Regions from separate parts of the Mus musculus genome. Here regions 2, 3, 4, 5 and 6 are each linked to region 1. A link is a contact called in public ChIA-PET, Hi-C, HiChIP or PLAC-seq and promoter capture Hi-C data. All regions are on one chromosome and are shown on one strand. The core of a region is the stretch at or near the end of the contact, and the rest is flanking DNA. Distances in the headings are between cores, read along the strand shown.

Region 1 (3,050 bases), core at 345-2,844:
ACTGAATAGGGATTTTTTATTTGGGAAAAAAATAGCTAAGATGGGAGGTTATACAAGTTCTGTGCGTTTCTTGCAGATTTACACTTGAATTCAAAGATACTAAAATGGGGGTAGCTATGAGGCTGGTCATTTCACACCTTGTGGAGTGGAGTAAATTTAGCTGCTGTGTCAGGGAAGGTCCCGCCTGCCTCTGATTGCATATGTAAATTACACACTGGGAACCCTAGGAAGAGAAGAGTATGCCTTGCTAGTAAATAGCCTAGAGAAGAGTTAAGAATCCTGAACAGGAGGAACACGGATGGCAAGTGGAGCTGAAACAGGGATCAAACATGGCACCGCTGAGTTCATGCTTCACCCATTCAAAAAAAAAAAAAAAATGGTTAGGACTTCTTGTCATACTCCAGATTACAAAGAACTGTCGCAGATGATGCCTCGAGCCTTGTAAATGCCATTGAGGGGAGAAACAAGCTAGATTTAGTGCATTACTTGCCTACAGATCTTAGCGGTCCCTGGTATGTGAAAGCTACGAGACAATTACAATGAACACGGTGAATGCTAGGAGGCCAGGTTGCACAGATGACCACTCACATGCCACTTGAACGACACTTCCTGTATAGACAGACAGACATGCACTTATGGTTAGCACTCAGCACTGTTGCGGGGAAGGCGGTCCTTACTCAGTGTTTATAGAAATGAATGGCAACTAATTGTTATTGCTACAGCAATTTGTGAATGTTTAAATTATCTAATGTTTATAGTTTGTATATTCGTATTCCTATGACAGTGGTCTGGGTCCTGGAACATTGCTGAATATACAATAAACATTTTACTATAATTTAAAAAAAATGTTTCTACACTGAATGACTGCTTGGCTGTGTTGTGTCAGTGGGTGTAAAGCAAAGGGGGCACAACAAAAGGTTACATTTCTAACGTTTGAAGTAAGAGTTGTAGGCCTTGATTTATCAAACAGCAGCGAAAACTAGAAAGGCTCTTATGTTTGTACCTGCGTCCCTTTTAAGTCTTTGAATTTGCCCAGCTGAAAGACATTACAGTATTTCATTACAAGACTGATAATTTCGTAGAGTAGAAATATCAAAACTCCCAATAGTGTGTGATCAACCTATCCTAGAATTACGGTTGCAAAGTTCTGAGTGATTTCTGTTGCTTCAATTTGCGCAACAGCAGCTCCACCTAGGTTTTAGAACCCTTGCTAAAACCATGAAAAGGGTCCCCTTCACAATGGTGGCGAAACCCGTTAGGTGGGTGGGCACCTGCCAAAACAAAAACAAAAACAAAAAAACCACCGCCAAGCCTGCCCCTGCCCCCCGGCTGTTGGAAAGAGTTCAGGGCATCCAGAACTTCACTGTGGCTATTGCGCAGACTCTGCGTCCCACGCAGGCTTATTAGGAAGAAGCAAGAAAACTGCCCCGAGACACGTGAACCACAGGAGACCAACCCTGGCTTCCTCTGCTCACCGCATCTGATTCTGGAATTTACAATCACGAAAGTTCTATCGCCCCAGGATTGGTTCCAAGGCCGCATGACATCATAGCGCTTGATCCTGCCTCCGGGCTCGGATTGGCTGGCCGCGCCATTGTGACGTCACGGTCAGCCCACGCCGGGGTTGAAGCTGCCGGGCGCCTTCCTCTTGCATCGCGGCTGCAGCTTGCTTCTGTTCCCGCGCCCGCTTGCACATCCTCCTGCTCGCGCGGTCCTGCTGCCGTCCGGTGCTCCCCGTAGCCGCTCAGGCAGAGAGGTGAGCCGCCTGCTTCAGGAACTTGGCGGGTGCCAAGGCACTGGGGTGCGGCCAGGCTGCTGGCGCCGTGAGGTCCGGGTTGGGCGGGGGGCGGCAGGCACCGTGGCCCGGCGAGCGCGGGGCGCGGGCCGAGCGGAGCTCCGCCGGGATGGATGCTTTCGCACCTGTTCGTGGGTGGCAGCCACTTTGGCGCACTGACAGGCGCGGAGATCGCAGGGAAGGATGGCGGCGCGCTTGGATCTTCCTCCGAGCTTTCTCTGAGCGACCGTAAGGGCTGCCGAGGAGGAGTCCGCGTGGGTCCGTGCAGTACCGGGCTTTGGGGCCGCGCGCTGGCCTTTCCCTGCTTTCCTCTCCTTTGCTGCTGCCAGGGACGCCCGCTTTCCCGCGACCACTCCAGCGGGTATCTGCAGCCCAGCCTGCCCCGGGAGGGTGGAGACGCGGACGCATAGCTGCGGGTAACGGCCTGGAGTCTGCGAATCCATAAAGTGCGCTGCTCAGAGTTTTAGGGAAAGTGTCCTTTATTGTTTGCTTGCCAGCAAGCCTTCCCCTTCCCCTATCCTTGAGGTGGAGATAGTAAGGTCCAGAGAGAGTTCTTTTTAGACGATCTTGAAGCCTTCGGCACCTTTGAACTTGGCGTCCCTGCTCTAGATTACATTATGCTTATCTCCAGGCGCCTTGATTGCAAATTTGAAGGATGCATTGGATGAATTTTCGTAAGGGGAGGGGGCGATTGAAAGAATGCAACGCATGACTCCCTAGCTGGAGGATACCCGGGGAGAAGTCTGATAAGAAATTGTGGGGGAGCGAGCAGCCCTCCTCCCAAGCCTCGACTGTCTTTCTGTTTTTTTAATGTCAGGGCTGGTGGCAGGAAGTGTTTTGTACAGTTGTACAGGAGGGCCAGTGTTGTCTGTTGGTTTTGTAATTCGTTCCTCTAACCGCTTGGCAGTTATAACCTGTTGGTTTGTACTTGCAAGTCTTTGTGCTTTTGCAAAGTCTCAGGCCACAGCATTTGGGTCAAAAATCTACAGATACAGTCAGCTTTGCATTAGATGAATGCGAATGCACACCGTAGATTTTATCTATGGCTGGGCACAGGTGCATCGTTTATCTAGTCAGTCCCAGTACTGCCGGGTTTCTCTGCGAAAGCTCTGACCTTGAAAAAAAAAAAGGGGGGGGGGCTACTTTCCTTTGAGATTTTTCTCCTGATAACGTCAGTGCCAGGAACATCCACCATAGGCCATCTCCTTTTCTATTCTCTTTTTGTCTTTCAGTTTGGAACTGAAGACAGAAAGGA
Region 2 (3,486 bases), core at 283-2,782, 250 kb before region 1:
TCCTTCCCACAATGATCTGGAAATTCAACATTACTCAGCGTAATATGGTATGAAGCTTTGCAGAAGTGAAGTAAGAATTGACTCCTATTTGCCTCTTCAGTGGTCCCTGGAAAGCAGTCTAAAATGAGAAATGAAAAACTAAAATTGATAAACAAAATTGCTAAATACATGGTCTGGAGTCTGGACCTCAGTTTCTGCAATTGTAAGAATCACTCTCAATTACAATCACGTTACTCACTCCATCAAGTGGTTACAAATACACAATTAAGCAATATATGGGAAAACATTGTGAAAACACAAAGCTAGTCTATACATTTGTCAAGACCATGACATTTCTACATTGAGTTACCTATAGTCAACATTAATTACCACTATGCATTAAAAGAACAGATCAGAAATATGCAGCTCCTCACAATTCCATACTGTATTTCTTCTCGACCTTTGTTCTGTCTTTGATTTCCTAACGTCTTTGAAGAAAAAGCCTGGGCACGCTTTGTTACCCTAGACACGCAGAAGAATGAAGAAGGCGAAGGAGCCAAGAAGCTAGAGACAAATCAGAACGTGAACTCCCAAGTGTGCCTCCAATTCACATTCCTTCCTACACAAAGTACACAGGACACAGAAAGGAATGAGAGAGAGTGAATGATTCTAGTAGCTACCCAGTACAGGGAAGGACACATTGTATCTACATGATCAGCAGTAAAACTCATCTTTCCCAATAGTCCACTGAGTCCCTGTTTCTAAAGCTCAATGCAGAAGAAATCCCTACCTGCCTGTACCTTTTTCTCTTCCTGTCCTCCCAGCTTATCAAAGGCCACTGTCTTAGGGACTCACTCTCCAGCTCTGTTTCAACAATGTAGTGTATGTAGAGGTGGTTATAAGGCCCTGACTAGCTCTCTCTCAGCTTCTTTCAGGAATTGTCCCATCACAAGCACCCACCATGGTGGGTTGTCTTTACCAGAGGCCCGAACAGATGGGACTGCATGGTCTTGTACTGAAACTTCCCAACTGTTACACAAAGGAAATCTTTTCTCTTTATAAGTTAGTTATGGTAGGTTATCATAATAACGTAAAGCTAACACATAGTGAGGCCATTTCTGAATATCTAAATGTGGAAAAACCCTTGGAAGTGGTTGTGGGAGGAATTTGTAAACAGTGATGGAGCTTACTGTAAACAGGAGATTCCAAGAATGTAAGCGTCTGTTCTGTGACATGGCTATTATTGGCTTCTTTTAGTCACATTTACTAAAGGGATCCAAAAGGAAGGGGAGTTAAAAGATTTGAAAACTTCTCAAATGCACACGTAAAGACGCAACTAAAGAAGGTGAAAACAGATTAGCACTGATGAAAAGAAACAAAGAAAAAACAGAACCTAGTATGTTAGCTATTTTTTGTTGTTGCTGCTATGGTAAAACACCATGACCGAAGTGTCTTATAAAAGGAAGCGCTTATTTTGGCTTACAGTGCCAGAGAGAAAGCTTGTAGTGGTAGAGGAAGCATGGCAACAGGTAACCAAAACAGGAAGCCGAGAGGCCACAGCTCTGTTCACACACAGAAAGCAGAGAGAGTAAAATGGATGGAGGGTGAAGCACAGACTCTGAAAGCCAGCCTTCAGTCACACACCTAATGCTATCAAAGCTTTCCAAACACCTCCAAACAGTGCCACCAGCTGGGGACCAAGTGTTCACATAATTGAGCCTATGGGGGGACATTGCTTATTCAAACCCCTCTAGCTGCAACACCACTGTGGTTAATTAGTTGCTATTCTATTGCTGTGAAGAGACACCATGGCTAAGACAACTCTTATGAAAGAAAGCATTTACAGGGGGCTGGCTCACAGTTTCAGAGGCCTAGTCCATTATCATCATGGCAGGGAGCATGGTGGCAAAGGTGGTACTGGAGTAGTAACTGAAAGCTACATCCTGACTTACAGACTAAGAGAGCATGACACTGAACCACACTTGGGCTTTTGAAACCTCAAAGCCCACCCCCAATGACACATATCCTCCGACAAGGTCACACCTCCTAATCTTTCTAACCCTTTCCAATAGTACCACTCCCCAGTGACTAAGCATTCAAATATATGAGCCTGTGAGGGACATTCTAATTCAAACCATCACAATCACCCACTCATCACAGGTTCAAAAGTTTGACACTGGGGCCAAAGAGATGGCTCAGTGGTTAAAAACACTGGTTGTCCTTCCAGGTGACCCAGGTCGTATGCCCAGACTCCACATAGCAGCCCATTACCATCTGTTACCCCAGGCTCAGGAGATCTGATTCTTTTATACGAATGCTTCAAGCATGCATGTGTAAGAGACATACTAGCAGACAAAATATCCACACACAAAAAAATGAGTTTTTAAAGTGTAGCATTATTGATTTGTTCCAAAGACTTTTGTGTTACCCTTTTTGTCACTGTGATAAGGTACATGATAGAAACACTTAATAGAAGGAGGACTTATTATGGCTCACAGTTTTGAAGGCTACAAGCCCATCATAGTGGGGAGAACAAGGCATCTCAATCCATAGCAGCAGTAGCTTGCCACACAGCTTGGCAGATGAGGAATATGGTGGTTTGAATATGCTTGGCCCATGGCAAGTGGCAGTAGTAGGAGGTGTGGCCTTGTTGGAATAGGTGTAGCCTTGTTGGAGGAAGTGTCTCACTATGTAGGCAATCTTTGAGGTCTCCTTTGTGTGTGGATATTTTGTCTGCTTGTATGTCTCTTATCACATGCATGCTTGAAGCATTCTTATAAAAGAATCAGATCTCCTGAGCCTGGGGTAACAGATGGTAATGGGCTGCTATGTGGAGTGCTCAATCTCTGCTCAATGTGGAGCAGAGCCTCCCCCTGACTTCTTGGCTGCCTGGACAAGACAGTCTCCACCTGGCTGCCTTTGAATAGAGATGAAGAACTCTGGCTCCTCCAACACCATGCCTGCCTGTACACTGCCATGCTTCCCACCATAATGATAATGGACTGGACCTCTGAAACTGTAAGCCAGCCCCAATGAAAAGTTTGCCTTCAAAAGAGGTTAGGAAAATAGAGGTGGCAACAATATCCAGTATCCTGAGGGTAGAAACTGAAGGCAGTGTGAAAAATATATCCAAGGAAAGGACTATGTCGGCTCCATCTGGGAGCAAATATCCTTCAACAGATTGACCCACATGTCAACATGCCTTAGTCACAGTGTCTCTTCACGGCCATGAAACCCTAACTAAGACAAGGAACAGAGATCTCAGGCCAGAAGCAGGGCTACATTGTAACTTTCAAAGACCTACTTCCTGTGACCCATCTCCAACAGCCATTCATTCTTTCTACACAGAATGGCACCACCAACTGAGAACCAAGTGTCCAAACACAGGAACCCATGGAAGCCATTTCACATTCAAACCACAGTCCAGAGCAGAATCAGTTCATCAAGGAGCTCACGAGTACCCTGTTCATCTAGAACTGCTTCAATATTCACCTGCCAATGCACAGG
Region 3 (3,282 bases), core at 456-2,955, 160 kb after region 1:
CCCTGTCATAATTTCCGCAATGCTGACGTGATCTTCTTTGGATCCAGACCCACTAAATAGACCTGCCTCAGTTTTATGAGTGTCCTGGTTAGCTTTGACTGTCAACTTCGCATTACCTGGGAGGGAATCTCACTTGAGGATGGTCTGAGTGTGTGTCTGTGAAGGTTGGTCTTGATTGTCAATTGATGTAGGAGGTCTCAGCCCACTGTGAGCAGTACCATTCCCCAGACAGGTCATCCTGCCTGGGTTGCGTAAGAAACCTAGTTAAGCATGTGAGGGAGCCACAGGGACCCTTCCTCCATGGTTTCTGATGTACTGCCTTGGCTGTGAGTTCCCCAGTCAGAGGTAATGTACCCTAGGATAGCAATCAGTCTTGCTATTGGGTTCGGCCTTTGATTTCTGGCCCTGACTTCTCCCAGAGATGGACTGTGACCTGAAAGTGACAGATGAGACAGATGCTCTCCTCCTTTTAGTTGCCCTCAGTCAGCGTTTTATCCCAGCGACAGAATGTAGCCAGAACCGTGAGGAGCTTGCGTATTGCTCTCTCTTGTGCTGTACTTACTTGCAGTCAGCAGTTCATCTTGAGTTCCTTTCCCCCATCTCCTTTTGCATTTAATGATGGGATTAGTTGATTTTAAACAGTGTCTCACTAGAGAGCCCAGGCTGGCCTCAAACTTGTGAACCTCCTATCTCAGCCTCCTAAACTGAGGATTACAGATAAATGTCCCCATGACGGACTCTGAAGACAGCCTTTCAAACTGATGCGAGGTGGTATCTCACTGCACTTCTGCGATGCATATTCATAGTGAGAAAATTCATATATTTTAGGCCATTTCTATTTCTTCTTTTGTTACAGGGTTGGTTTGCTTGTTTTTAAATGCGCATTGGTGTTTTACACACGAGTATGTCTGTGTGAGGGTGTCAGATGCTCTGGAAGTGGACTTACAGAGAGTTGTGAGCTGCCTTGTGGGCCTTGGGAATTGAACTGAGCCCTCTGGGAGAGCAGACAGCTCTTAACCACTGAGCCATCTCTCCAGCCCCTTGATTTCCTCTTTTTTTTTTTTTTTGGTTTGGTTTTTTTTTTTTTTTTGTTATTGTTGTTGTTTTTCAAGACAGGGTTTCTCTGTGCAGTCCTGGAACTCACTTTGTAGACCAGGCTGGCCTCAAACTCAGAAATCCACCTGCCTCTGCTTCCCAAGTGCTAGGATTAAAGGCGTAGGCCACCACCACCCAGCTGATTTCCTCTTTTAAACATTATAGATCACTTGCTTATTTTTAACATTTTTTTTGAGTGCTGTGCATTTTCTGTATATTAACTCCCTGTCAAACGAATAGCCTGCAACCATTTCCTCCTGGTGTGAAGATCACACCATCACTCCTGTTTTCTGGGCCATTCAGAGCTTTTTGGTTTCATTTAATACTGTCATTTTTACGCTTCTGTTTCCTGGGCTTTTGCGGGTTTCACCCAGGAAGTCACTGAACGTAGGACTATCTTGAAGAATCTCCCCCAGCACTTCCTTCTAGAAATTTCAGAGTTTGAATCCTTACTTTTAGGCTTAAATTTTGCAAGGATGAGAGGCAAGGGTTAGGTTTTTGTCTTCTGCGGGTGTGTGTCCAATTTTCTCAGCTCTGTTTGCAGAAGGGGCTGAGTGCAGGCAGTGGTCGGCTTTGTGATGAATCAGCTGTGGAGGCTTGTTTCCAGGATCAACAGGCTGTTCAACCGCGCGCGCGCGCACACACACACACACACACACACACACACCACAAAGATATGTATGTAACAATAATAGTCAAAGAGAAAGAGGCTACCAAATGGAGAGTAAAGGCGCAGTGGAGGGAGGTGTTGAAGAGAGGAAAGGGAAATGGAAAGTGATTTAATTATTTTTCATTTTAGAAACATAATTTAAGGACTGGAGAGATGGCTCAGCGGTTAAGAGCACTGACTGCTCTTCCGAAGGTCCTGAGTTCAAATCCCAGAAACCACATGGTGGCTCACAACCATCCGTAATGAGATCTGACACCCTCTTCTGGTGTGTCTAAAGACAGCTACAGTGTACTTACATATAATAAATAAATAAATAAATCTTTAAAAAAAAACCTATAATTTAAAAGGTATACCTAATTAGGTCTTAACAAAGGCCTGTGGATAAATCTTTTTTAATGTTTTATTGATTATTTGTGAATTTCACATCATGAACCCCAATCCTACTCATTTTCCTGTCCCATCATCACGTCTGCCTTCTGCCCTTGTAACCTCCCCCACAAAAGAAAAAAAAATCTTGTGGAAGCTGTAGTGTGTCACAGTATGTCACACGGTATTCCCTTTTGTCCACACATCTTTACTTGCAAATGTTCATTGCAATGAGTCATTGGTCTGTTTCGAGGCCCCTGGCTTCTAGTATGCTATATCAATACTGGATTCCCACCTGGACTCTTCTGATATTCTGCTGTTGTTTCCAATTCTGTCTCTCTTCACAGCACATAAACTACTCAGCTCTTTTTCCTCGTCTTCTGTTTCTCCACCTCCTATTCGCTCTTCCTTCTGTTCCACCACTCCACCATCTACTTAATCTCTTCCTACTGTGCCTGGCACAATTTCACTTCTGACTCTAATTAATCAAACAATTAAGATCTACTGTGATAAGCTTCTGAATGGGAAAGAATAGGTTAGTACAAGCAGGTTTTCATTAGGCTTCATTAGGGAGGAAAGTCTGGGCCCTTCTTATTTATTTATTTATTTATTTATTTATTTATTTATTATTCTGAAGTAAAGTCTGTCATAGAGATCTGGGCAATTTTCTACACTTACTGAAGATGTCACTTCCTTTAAGAACCAACAAGACTGACTTTTAATTCCTTGGAGATTATTGTTGTTGTTGCTATCATTATATTATTATTATTATTAATCATTATCACCCTCCCAGAATCCCTGCTCTCCTGTGTCCGCCACCACAGGCGTGGTCAGTTACAGATCATGCCTCTGGTTTTTCATGGTAATGCCAGCTTTGCAAAATACATTTGGAGGTGTTCCTTCTTTTTCTATTTTATGGATAGGTGTGAGGAGGGTCAGGGTTAATTCTTCTTCGAGGATTATAGTGAATCCACCTAGACTTGGATTTATTTTGCTTCAATTTTGATGTTTGTTTAATTTTTTTTTTATCTCATCCTGGTTTAACTTTAGTAGATTATATGCACCGAGAAAGTCACCAATCTCCTGGCTTAGTGGACGATAAGTTTTAAGGTATATCCTCCTCATGATTATATGAACTTCATTTTTATTGT
Region 4 (3,513 bases), core at 526-3,025, 180 kb before region 1:
CAAATCAGCACCAAGACATCAGTGCTCCTGTTTTTTCTCTTGTTTCGGGAGTCATCTTCCCAGACGCTCATTTGTTGTCATGGCTATCAAGGGACCATAGGAGAAGAGTCTTCATGTCTCTTTCCCTGTCTGCTAGCTTTCTCACTTCCCAGCATTGGCGGTTTCTGGTATTCCCCTGTACCCTTCGTTTCCCATTTTGGGAGTAATCATATGATTGACATCTCAGTCACATCCTCGGAAAATTTCCATCCGTTAAGGTACTTTCTAGGCCAGGTTTCTCACCTTGGTCCCTGTAAGAAGTTAACTGGTTGCCTTGGTGTTGCTTTGGGGCTCTCAATTCTCTGCACAGCTGATTTATTTTTGGTTTGGGGTTTTCATTAGTTCTGGGGACAGGGAATGTCCACCACAACAAAACAAGAAGTGCTTGATAGGTACAAAATGAGCCAATTTAAGCCAGATTAGACTATATTAAAGGCGGGTTTATTGGGAAGCTGCTCTTGGGCAGACAAGTTCACTGGCCCCAAGGACCAAGGCCAGTGAAGTCACTGTCGAGAAAGGGGACGGGAGAGTAAGAGAGAAAGGGGCATGCACACGCAGAGAGCGATAGGAGGAGAGGAGAGGAAAGGGAGAGGGAGAGAGAGAGAGAGAGAGAGGGGGAGAGAGAGAGAGAGAGACAGAGAGAAATGTCTGGATTAGAGAGAGCCTCTCCTAGAAGGGTAGCCCAGCCTCTGGTCTTCGGAGTTCAGGGTTGGGTGAGGGTATGCCAGGTAGGAACTGAGGGATGCTGGGAGAACCTTGAGGCCAGGTCTGCTTTGGTGTGTAAAATATGCACCCCAGTCCCTTGTCCCGGAGTCCAAAACCAAACAGTGCTATTTTAGTTAGGGTTTCTATTGCAGTGAAGAGACAACCATGACCACTCTTCTAAAGGAAGACATTTAAGTGGGGCTGGCTTACAGTTACTAAGGTTTAGAATATTATCACCATGGTGAGAAGCACGGCGGCATGCAGTTAGACACAGTGCTGGAAAAGCTGAGAGTCCTTCATCTTGATCTGCCGTTGGCAGGAGACTGTGCTACAACTGGTCAGAGTTTGAGCATATATAAGACCTCAAAGCCCGCCCCACACAGTGACGCACTTCCTCCAACAAAGCAACACCTACTCCAACAAGGTTGTACTTCCTATGGCCAAGCATTCAAACACATGGATCTATGGAACTATTCCTATTTGAACCTCCATAAGTGTCCCTCTCAAGATAGAAATCAGCCCCCCTACCCTCTTTCTGTTGCTTCTATCTGGTGGGGAAGGAACCTGGAAAGGAAAGGCGAATCTTCAGTGAGTGAAGAACTTGACTAGGGACCTAAAAAGTAGCTTGTTGAATTAAAACTCATGTTCCCTTCCTTTTGCTCATAGCCAGTTTCTGGCTTTCAGCTTGGCATGGTTGCACACACCTTTAATGCCAGCATTTGGAAGGCAGAGGCAGGTGGCTCTCTGAGTTTTAGGCTGATCTGTTCTACAGCGTGAGTTCCAGGATAGCCAGGGCTACATAGAGAAACTCCAAACAAAAATTATTATTATTATTATAAAATAATAATAAATTGATTTTAAAACATTTTGGCTTTCATAGCTTGATGGTTAAGAGCATTGACTGCTCTCTCACAGGAAACAGATTCAATGCCTAGTACTCACATAGTAGCTTTTAGTTCCAAGGTGTCTGAAGCTCTCTTTTGATCCCGTGGGCACCAGGCACATACATGTGCATGGGCATGCCAGCAGTCAGGCAAAACATTCATACACAACAATTTAAAAAAAATTTTTTTTAAATTCTGCTTTCCATTATAGCCTTTCTAAAATTTCCTAGATTCAAATTCCACTCTTTTCTCTCATCCTGGTCAGGTAGTCCTAGCCCACTCAAGAGAGCATCCCTGACCAGACTTCTAAAAGTAGAAGCCCACATATAAACATCAGACAGTCTTCTGGCTCACACCCTCAGAGTTCACCTCCATGCTGACCTCAGCTTCTACCCCTTTCCTGTCTTCTCTTGAATGGAGACAGTAAAAGAGGAACCAGAAGGAACGGGCTGTTGGTGGATGTGTCAGGCTTCTCTAGAGGGAGTGAACTGACAGAGTGAATACCAAATAAAAATAGATTTCTTACGGCGGCTTCTGTGACACAGTCCGAGCAGTCTACTAATGTCTGGAAAAGCTGAGAATCCCACTGCCATGCATTTCCTGAGCCTGCATCATTAGAACCCAGCCCTGAAGGCATGTAGGACTCCTTCAGAGCCACTGGTCTTCAGTTGATACTGAAGCCTGAAGATGCTGGGTTCTGCTATCAGTGAAAGAATGTAGCAAGTAGTGTCTGCAAGAGAGTAGAACTCACCAATGACATGGAGAAACAAGCAGGGGGAAAGAGAAGTGCCTTCCTTTATCTGGCTGCCATGGGGAAGTACTGCGTGTGTTTAGGATGGGTCTTCCCTCTACAAATCACCTGATGGAGAATATCTCTTACAGACAGGCCCAGTGGCTTCTCTCTTAGAGCAGCGGTTCTCAACCCATGGGTCTCTACTCCCTTGGGATCACACATCAGATACCCTGATTTTATTTAGCCCCAAGGTCTTTCAAATGTCCTGACACGTTTGACACACTGACTTCTTCCCGTTCACTTGTGCACCACTCAGCAAATGTTAGCTGTGCCACTCAATGACACAAGCAGATCGCCACCCTCATCCCAGATGCGACTTGCATGCTTACATGGTCTCTGGTTTGAATTGCTTACTGTTTCAGTCTTACCATTCTCCTTCATCCAGTCTTTCTAAGCACAATTCTCCCCCTGGAAATAATTTTCTCTCTCCAGTCACACCCATCCCCGCAGCTCTTCCTACCAGAGCTGTCTTCCCACCACAGCCATCTCCTCAGCTCTGTCCACCTCATCCAACCCTGCAGCTCTGCCCACCACTTTTCATCCCTTCACCAAGCTTCAACGCCTCTCCTAGGATCCTTCTTTCCAGTTGTCCAGTGGAGGAAGCCACAAACTACCTCTGATCCTTGAGGTACAGGAAGTAGTTACATTTTTCATTCTTACCAAAGTGGTTTGTTAAATTTCAACTCTAAAATCAAATCTCATAGGAACAGAGGTCTACCCATTTCTCTGTTCATATATGCTATGGGCTTGATGAAGAAAATTATTCAATAATGTTCAACAAAGAAGAATAGACAGGATATTTGTCCCTTTGTTCAGGGAACATTATCGAAGCAAAGAGTGGATTTATCTTAAAGAAAATGCAAATGATTTGGTTAACCTCCTTGAGTTTTTGTACTTATTGGAGATTTGTTTGATGTTGATTTATTATGGTCAGAAAGGATACACCGAGTTATTTCAACTTTTCTAAATTTGTTAAGATTTCATGTGTGCGTGTCCCAGGATGCCTTCTATTTGAAAGAAGCTTCCATGGCTGACTAAAATCTGTATTCTTTGGTGTTTGAAATATTCTGTAGAAAACACAGAGATTCACTC
Region 5 (3,293 bases), core at 776-3,275, 140 kb before region 1:
ACCTCAAACTCACAAAGATCCTCCTACCTCTCTCTCTAGTACTGGGATTAAAGAGCCATTATTGCGTGTGTTAAAAAGAAAACACTGAGCTGCTGCAAAGATGGATCATGATGATTATAAAAGCTACCCAGAATCCCTCACGGGAAAGGCCAGCACAGGAGGTCCTCGTGTCCTGACTGAGGGATCAAAGCAGGAGTCATATAACATAAAATAAGTGAACCTTGGTTTCATAATTTATCAAACCTCATCTATCTAAAGTGTTGCTGCAATTTAGAGTCAGTTCAAAAATCTGAGAGGAATTTTTTTTCCTCTCTTTGTGCTGTTAAAATTGTGAGTTTGAATTAGGACCAGTGACTGCAAGTGTCGGTGGCCATAATGTGCGCATCAGGTAAGAATCAGTCTGTGTTTTGGATCGGGGGCTGAAGCAAGTGATTTTGAGACTTCAGTGATAACCAAAACCTAAGTTCTTAAATTTGACTAAAATCATTGGAATTTTCATGAGTAATGTTAGAATTAGCTGGACTGTGGTTGCCATGAACACCTGTGCTGACTAGGTGAGCAAGAAGGGGTGGTCCCCAGGCAGAGCGCAGGAACTGCTGCTCACCAGTCCCCTTTCAGGAAACCCTTAGGGTAGCATGTCACGTGCCATGAGCCAGTCTCGGATTTTTAGTTTGCGGTAGGATTCAGTTCCATTCAGTTCGATGTGCTCAGATTCTAATGTGGCAGTTGTTGGGTGACCTGTCCTTTTGTTTGCTTGCTGTAGTACTCTAACAAGAAACATCCGGCATCGGAGAGGAGAAAAGGTTGTCATCAATGTGCCAAGTAAGTGGGTGGGGCTGGGCTGGGGCTGGGGCAGCATAGTCCAACCGGCAGCCTTGATTCTCAGCTCCTCTTCTTTTCATTAATAATGCAGTATTCAAGGACAAGAATACACCATCTCCATTTGTAGAAACATTTCCAGAAGATGCGGAGGCATCAAAGGCTTCTCAGCCAGACCATATCTACATGGATGCCATGGGATTCGGGATGGGCAACTGCTGTCTCCAGGTATTGCCTGTGTTGTATGGAGACTTAAATGTCCTCTTCACTATGCATGTGTCTGGTTTAAAGTCACCTTCTAATCTGATTCGAAAGATAGCTTACCTTCTGAAAAATGATGTTGCTTTAGTAAAGTCTTTTGTAGCTGTCTTTTGACTGAAAATTCACAGTTTACCACAGAGGTGTGTGGTTGTTACTAAACTTGGTATCTATTGGTAAACAGATGTTGGTGAATGCCCTTTTTAGATGCCTGATTTTTTACCGCCATCTAGTGACAGCCTTTGAGGATATTATACAAGGCTCAGATCTCTATTTCTGAAAATGACCTCTGGTGAGAGAATCCAGTGACTTTATGATCCAAGGGCAAAGGTTGTTTGGCATTTAAATTTTTATTCTTGTGCAAAGCTACCTCGTGGTTTAAAAGGAATAAATATTTAACAGTCTTTGCCTTGCCCCTGGCTAAATTACACTAGAGATACAATAGTATTTCTCTGTTCGAACAGTTAAAATTTTTGCTGGGACTAATCAAATAACTGATGGCCTCCAACAGTGACTGCACCAGGCTCCCTCAGGAGCAGAGTGGGGAGTGCAGTCTCCCAGCCCACACAGGCCCGTGGTCGTCTCTGCCCTTGCTGCCTCCATGCTGAGCTGGCTTACTTAGTTAAACTGACTGTAGCCACAGCACAAAGGGCACAAAACTCAGCATTCTTTTCTTAGGGCTGCAGCTGTACACACAGTTGTCACATTAGCCTCCCAACTGTTATTTTTGAAAGTACAGATAATTTAGATTTAATACCCAAGTCAGACTTTCCCATGCTACATGTTTCTATAGCATGAAAAGGTATTTTGTTTCCTTTGCATATTTAAGTAGAATCAGATATGTAGCCTCCAAACAGACGCCAGAATGTTCCCTTAAGAACGGTCACACATCATTTAAAACAAGGCTGACTTTTGACTGTGTTACCCGCTTTCTTATCTTAAGTACAAACATTTCTGGAATTAATCATTAAGCTGCAGCACTTAAAATGTGTGGCTTCAGTATTCTGGGAGTGTTCTTGGAACCCAGCCCTTCCTTGGCTTAATATTGAACCAGGGTCTTTCAGGGTTGCACAAAGTGACAGTCTCGCTTGAGACACTTGATTTATGCAAATAAGTGAGTCCTACTGGTGGGGACAAGCATTTTCATGTAAAGACACAGTTGTCTAATCTATTTAAGGTATGAGTTTAGTACTTCCCCCAACATAACCAGTTACAGTATCCCACTTCAAAAGGTTGTAGTGACACAATGAGATGAACTCAGAAGTAGCTACAAAAGTCCCTGCCTTATATCTTCTGACTGGGACCTGAAAGAAGTATTTATTATAGAAAAGCACAAAAAGAAATGGTAAGTACTTTTTTAGTTAATAGTAGACTTAACTGGACAAAACAAAACTCCTCCAAGTTTGTGAGCTTGCTGAGTGCTATAGTGCTTGCCTGGCATCCCAGTGCTACAGAGGGAGTGTGAGCTCAGGCCAGTGTGGGTTCCATATCCAGACCATCTCAGAGAAGTAAATCTTTACACTTCAGAAAAAGGCCATGGCCTGCTATGGATTTTTTTTCCTCCTCCTTTTTTCTACTTAAGAGAATTATGTGGTTTCAAAACCAGATTCTAGGTAAGTGTCGGGTTTGGTTTCTCATCTCCGTGTTTCACAGGTCCTCCTTCCCTCCTGTCAGTGTCCTAGTGACGTCTCCTCCCGTGGGATCTCTTAGGAGGGCAACAGAAGCCAGCCTTCCCGTGCTATGCCTTTGTCAGGGGTCAGAGCTCCTTGGTTTTGCTTTCCCCACCAAAGTCACTGTTTATGAAAGTCACCGTTTAGCGTGGCGTTCCGCTTGACTTGATGCGCAGAGTGTTTCGGCTCTAGAGACAGGAAGGCAGTTAGGAAATCTACTTACGATAACTGTTGTTACACTGCAACTTGGAAATCCCAGTCCCTCCTCTTCATAGAGTTTTCTAAAGCTGGGTTTTTCAGGATGTACCTACGAATCCTACTCTGTCCCAAGCTACCAAGGAAAGACACCATCCTAGAAAAGTTGTCACTGCAGTATCTTTGCAAAACTAAAGAGTAATGCACAGGAACATGCCTAACAGTCACAGGACAGACATAGATCTAAGAAACACATGTCCAACAGACTCTGTCTGCGTCACAACACCCAGAAACACGTGACTGTCTTACATCTCAGCATCCTCTTTCCTTCATGACCTTCTGTCAATTTAG
Region 6 (3,025 bases), core at 511-3,010, 130 kb after region 1:
GGTGGGTAAGAGAAGCATTAGCAGGTAAGGTCAGCTACTCCACAGGTGGTTCTATCCACATTTCCTAGGCAGGGTCCTTGTCCAGGGAGGAAGCAACAAATGGAAAAAGGACACAGAGACTTCTACTTGCACGGAGGCGGAGACAAAGACCACAGACCCAATCCAGCATCGGTTGTCTGTGATGCTTGACTGTACAGTTTTATTTCTCATGTTAGAATCGTTCCTAGCTGAGTGTGGTGGGCATGCCTGGGGAGAAGGAGTAGGAGTGACAGAAAGACTATGCGCATCAAGCGTAATTTAGGGAAATGCCCAGCGTGGCCTCTGATTCATTGTAAGAATTCAGTCAAAGGAAGTTGATAACAGTTGGGAGAAAGAGGAAGGAAGACCAGGAATTTCAAGTGACCTTCTGCTACATAGTAATTCTGAGGTCAGCCTGGTCTATAGGAGGTCACTCCCATCTCAAAAAACTAAGAAACCAATCAATAAACAAAAGCAAAGAATTCACAGAGCCAGTAGCAGAAGTGAGGATTTGGCAAGTTGAGACCTCAGCCTTAGGGCATGGAGCTCACTGGGTAGAACCTGTCCTTGGGACAGGCATAGCCCTGGTGCTGCAGCTGGAACCCAGCAGGAGTTTCCTGTGAAGGAAAGGAGGGGGAAAAAAAAAACCCTTCGACTCAGAGCAGCTGGCAAGCCAGGTCAGATCCACATCAACGAGAGGAGGCAATCCCACAAATTAAGCAAAAAATATCTACATTTGGTACATGCAGAAAAAAAAAAAAGCAAGAGTTTGAAGCTATGTGACCAAAATACAGTCTTAGATATCTACTGAAAGATTGCACTATGGATTAGCCACAATGATAAACAAGACAACAGATTTTGATTTTATTTTGTGATTAGAAAAACAGTTACTGTTAGTGATACGGTTAAGGGTTCTGAAATATCATCGAAAAGAGAAGTCACGTGTTTCAGAACAGTATTGGAAGATATTGGATGGGTCTGTTAGAATTCCTAAAAGATGGGTCAGATTTAGATATGGAAATGAAAAAAGACCTTGGGGGAGGTGGGGGGGGGTTTGCTGTTTAGCTCAGGCTAGCCTTGAATTTGCAGAGACACTCCCTGGAGTTAGAGCTCTGCCCTGCCACCCTGAACTACACAGAACTTCTTGATGTCTTTGATTCTCCGTTATATCTCCGAAGCCCAGCAGACTACCTGGGATTCCGCAGAGGAGCTGGGCTTGAAGAATTGCATTCGTTGTCAGGTTTGATACACTTAGAATTAGAGATGGCTTTCAGTGTTTCTGGTTTAGGGCTGCTAGCTGTCTAAAAACTATCTCAGTAATTTCCATCCCCCCCCCCCCTCGGTGTTTGCACTGCCATGAGTCTCCCTGTCTGCCTTCTCGCTCACACACACAGAGGATAAAACGCATCTACTGTAAAACAGTCGCTCTTGGATTCAATCTATAAAACTATCAGGAAAAAAAAATCTGTATTTCTTTTCAGAGTTTTGTTTTGTTTTGTTTTTCCCTCAATATCCTTTTAAGTTAGATGTCCTCTTAGCATTAAGGAGGGGAAAGTTCAGAGGCACACCATAGAATATTCATCACATGGCTAGCACCCTGAGAAGAGCTGGGCTGCTCCTACCTGTCCCTGGCTGAAAGCATCTTGATTTTGATTGGACAGTTGCCAGAGTCATTAGCATAGTGTACCCTGACCTGGGTTAGGGAACAGCGACCACTTAGAAATGAACAGAACTTGCAGGACCTGAGCCAGAGCTGACACTTGTATGACACCTGGACAAGAAGCTGACAAGAAGGACAGACTCGGGAGCACTGAAGGCGGACAGGGTGAGTTGTGTAGCCATGGCCACAGGCTTTATTTGTTCTAGGTCATGGTCTGTAAAAATGATGGAAGCTGAACACGCCTTGGTCACAACTCTGAAATAAAAGGAAGTCTTGAAAAATTTAGACCTTTATTTTAATCCTGGGGAAAGATTGAGTTTACTTACTGACGGGATAAAGCAGGTTTTCCCCAATGTCTTGTTCTTAGTTTTTAGGGAAATACTAAATTAATCCTCACTTCATAAAAGTATGTGTTGGAGAAAAGTCTCTTTAAAGTTTTTAAAATTATTGTACTTTTGGGGAGTAAAATCTTTATTCCTCTGCTCTTAATTTAAAATCAAGTATCTAGCCTTGTCTAAGAACAGCATTTTTAGGTTTAGACAGTATAAATCTTGTTTTCCAACTTTTTTTTTTTTTAATCTGTTCTGTTTTGTGTGAAGTGCGCTGTGGGTCATAACCATTCTAATTACAAGTTTGGGCTAGCAGAGTTAGGGCTGTGACAGACGATGACTTTTACTATTCACTACTTCTCTACTTGTCATGTGAGCGGTCTCTGAACTGAGGTGGCAACCATCTTTTTCCAAGCAGCTCAATAATTGTTTCCTAAACATAGAGATTTACTTAGAAGTTACCGATGAGGGGCCGGTGGTAGCACCTCGGTGGTTCAGTGCAAGCCCCGGCGTCCATCCTCAGCGCCACAAACACCTCAGCCCAGAAACAAAGCTAAGACAGACTGAGAAGAGCCTCTCGCACATTTAGTCTTGAATGGCAGTGTTTGCGGAGGGGACTGGACTTCGTGGTTTGGGGGAAGGGGGCTGATCTTACAAAGGTGATGAACAGTTCATGGGATTTATCTATAAAAATATTAGTTAATCTAAAGTGCTATGGGCATAGTCCTAAGCTAGCTGTGTCTTTTTATGCAAATTTACATATTTTTGGTAGAACTAGGTGGTTCCAGGTAATAATGGCTCCTAAGGCTCTTATAACCCAGATCTAGCAATGAGGATGGAAATATACCTGAGGATAAAAGTAGGGACCAGAGTATTGAAACCCTAAAGTCTACTGTAGCAAGTGCTAGTGGCTTCTGCAGATTTTTTTATTGGCAGTTGGTACTTGCAAAAATGTCAATGAAATTGCTATTTCCAGCAGACAGGTAATAGATGGATTCTTTCTGTATTGTATTACTTT

Evidence for each region. Promoter capture Hi-C pulls out the DNA fragments that hold promoters and counts their contacts. HiChIP or PLAC-seq counts read pairs in DNA pulled down with a chosen protein or histone mark. A called contact is a pair of places that touch in the nucleus more often than the background predicts. ChIA-PET counts read pairs in DNA pulled down with a chosen protein or histone mark.
Region 2: an RNA polymerase II ChIA-PET map of memory CD8 T cells shows a contact between it and region 1, with 41 read pairs. The contact joins the enhancer-like site here to the promoter of Elovl5 in region 1. A contact is called at or near these places in 4 of 39 promoter capture datasets (cranial neural crest, liver and pre-B cells), 1 of 484 Hi-C or Micro-C datasets (olfactory sensory neurons) and 2 of 115 datasets of contacts at active chromatin or transcription factors (memory CD8 T cells and pancreatic cancer cells).
Region 3: a contact with region 1 is called in a CTCF HiChIP or PLAC-seq map of CD8 T cells, with 7 read pairs. The contact joins the enhancer-like site here to the promoter of Elovl5 in region 1. A contact is called at or near these places in 6 of 39 promoter capture datasets (the C10 cell line, the HPC-7 cell line, embryonic stem cells and 3 more), 1 of 15 datasets of contacts at CTCF or cohesin (CD8 T cells), 3 of 484 Hi-C or Micro-C datasets (the G1E-ER4 cell line and granulocyte-monocyte progenitors), 7 of 115 datasets of contacts at active chromatin or transcription factors (CD8 T cells, bone marrow-derived macrophages, effector CD8 T cells and 2 more) and 2 of 9 other capture datasets (adipose tissue and liver).
Region 4: a Hi-C map of pre-B cells shows a contact between it and region 1, with 2.3 times the contacts expected there. The contact joins the enhancer-like site here to the promoter of Elovl5 in region 1. A contact is called at or near these places in 7 of 39 promoter capture datasets (the C10 cell line, cranial neural crest, erythroid cells and 3 more), 5 of 484 Hi-C or Micro-C datasets (CD4 T cells, CD8 T cells, the N1E-115 cell line and 2 more) and 2 of 115 datasets of contacts at active chromatin or transcription factors (microglia and pancreatic cancer cells).
Region 5: a contact with region 1 is called in a promoter capture Hi-C map of liver. The contact joins the enhancer-like site here to the promoter of Elovl5 in region 1. A contact is called at or near these places in 5 of 39 promoter capture datasets (the C10 cell line, cranial neural crest, embryonic stem cells and 2 more), 1 of 15 datasets of contacts at CTCF or cohesin (CD8 T cells), 4 of 115 datasets of contacts at active chromatin or transcription factors (the SCID.adh cell line, embryonic stem cells, pancreatic cancer cells and 1 more) and 2 of 9 other capture datasets (adipose tissue and liver).
Region 6: a promoter capture Hi-C map of liver shows a contact between it and region 1. The contact joins the promoter of Gcm1 here to the promoter of Elovl5 in region 1. A contact is called at or near these places in 9 of 39 promoter capture datasets (the C10 cell line, the HPC-7 cell line, embryonic stem cells and 5 more), 4 of 115 datasets of contacts at active chromatin or transcription factors (the SCID.adh cell line, bone marrow-derived macrophages and embryonic stem cells) and 3 of 9 other capture datasets (adipose tissue, macrophages and pancreatic islet).

The regions. Positions count from the first base shown.
Region 1 is chr9:77,915,771-77,918,820 of GRCm38.p6, forward strand. It overlaps Elovl5 (ELOVL family member 5, elongation of long chain fatty acids (yeast)), which reads left to right and starts at 1,595. Exons shown (of 8, transcript NM_134255.3): 1 at 1,595-1,756.
Region 2 is chr9:77,669,704-77,673,189 of GRCm38.p6, forward strand. No RefSeq gene overlaps it. Among named protein-coding and RNA genes, the nearest start is that of Klhl31, 35 kb to the left of the region's middle. Within about 2 kb of position 1,533, at least 12 of the 459 cell types and tissues checked have an H3K27ac peak or open chromatin away from gene starts, as enhancers often do. A contact at or near this core is called in memory CD8 T cells, where this site is marked.
Region 3 is chr9:78,072,471-78,075,752 of GRCm38.p6, forward strand. No RefSeq gene overlaps it. Among named protein-coding and RNA genes, the nearest start is that of Gcm1, 22 kb to the left of the region's middle. Within about 2 kb of position 1,706, at least 27 of the 459 cell types and tissues checked have an H3K27ac peak or open chromatin away from gene starts, as enhancers often do. A contact at or near this core is called in CD8 T cells, the G1E-ER4 cell line, bone marrow-derived macrophages and 3 more, where this site is marked.
Region 4 is chr9:77,735,451-77,738,963 of GRCm38.p6, forward strand. No RefSeq gene overlaps it. Among named protein-coding and RNA genes, the nearest start is that of Gclc, 17 kb to the right of the region's middle. Within about 2 kb of position 1,776, at least 52 of the 459 cell types and tissues checked have an H3K27ac peak or open chromatin away from gene starts, as enhancers often do. A contact at or near this core is called in microglia and pre-B cells, where this site is marked.
Region 5 is chr9:77,780,321-77,783,613 of GRCm38.p6, forward strand. It overlaps Gclc (glutamate-cysteine ligase, catalytic subunit), which reads left to right. Exons shown (of 16, transcript NM_010295.2): 5 at 764-822; 6 at 914-1,047. Among named protein-coding and RNA genes, the nearest start is that of Gclc, 27 kb to the left of the region's middle. Within about 2 kb of position 2,026, at least 36 of the 459 cell types and tissues checked have an H3K27ac peak or open chromatin away from gene starts, as enhancers often do. A contact at or near this core is called in liver and pancreatic cancer cells, where this site is marked.
Region 6 is chr9:78,050,198-78,053,222 of GRCm38.p6, forward strand. It overlaps Gcm1 (glial cells missing homolog 1), which reads left to right and starts at 1,761. Exons shown (of 6, transcript NM_008103.3): 1 at 1,761-1,843.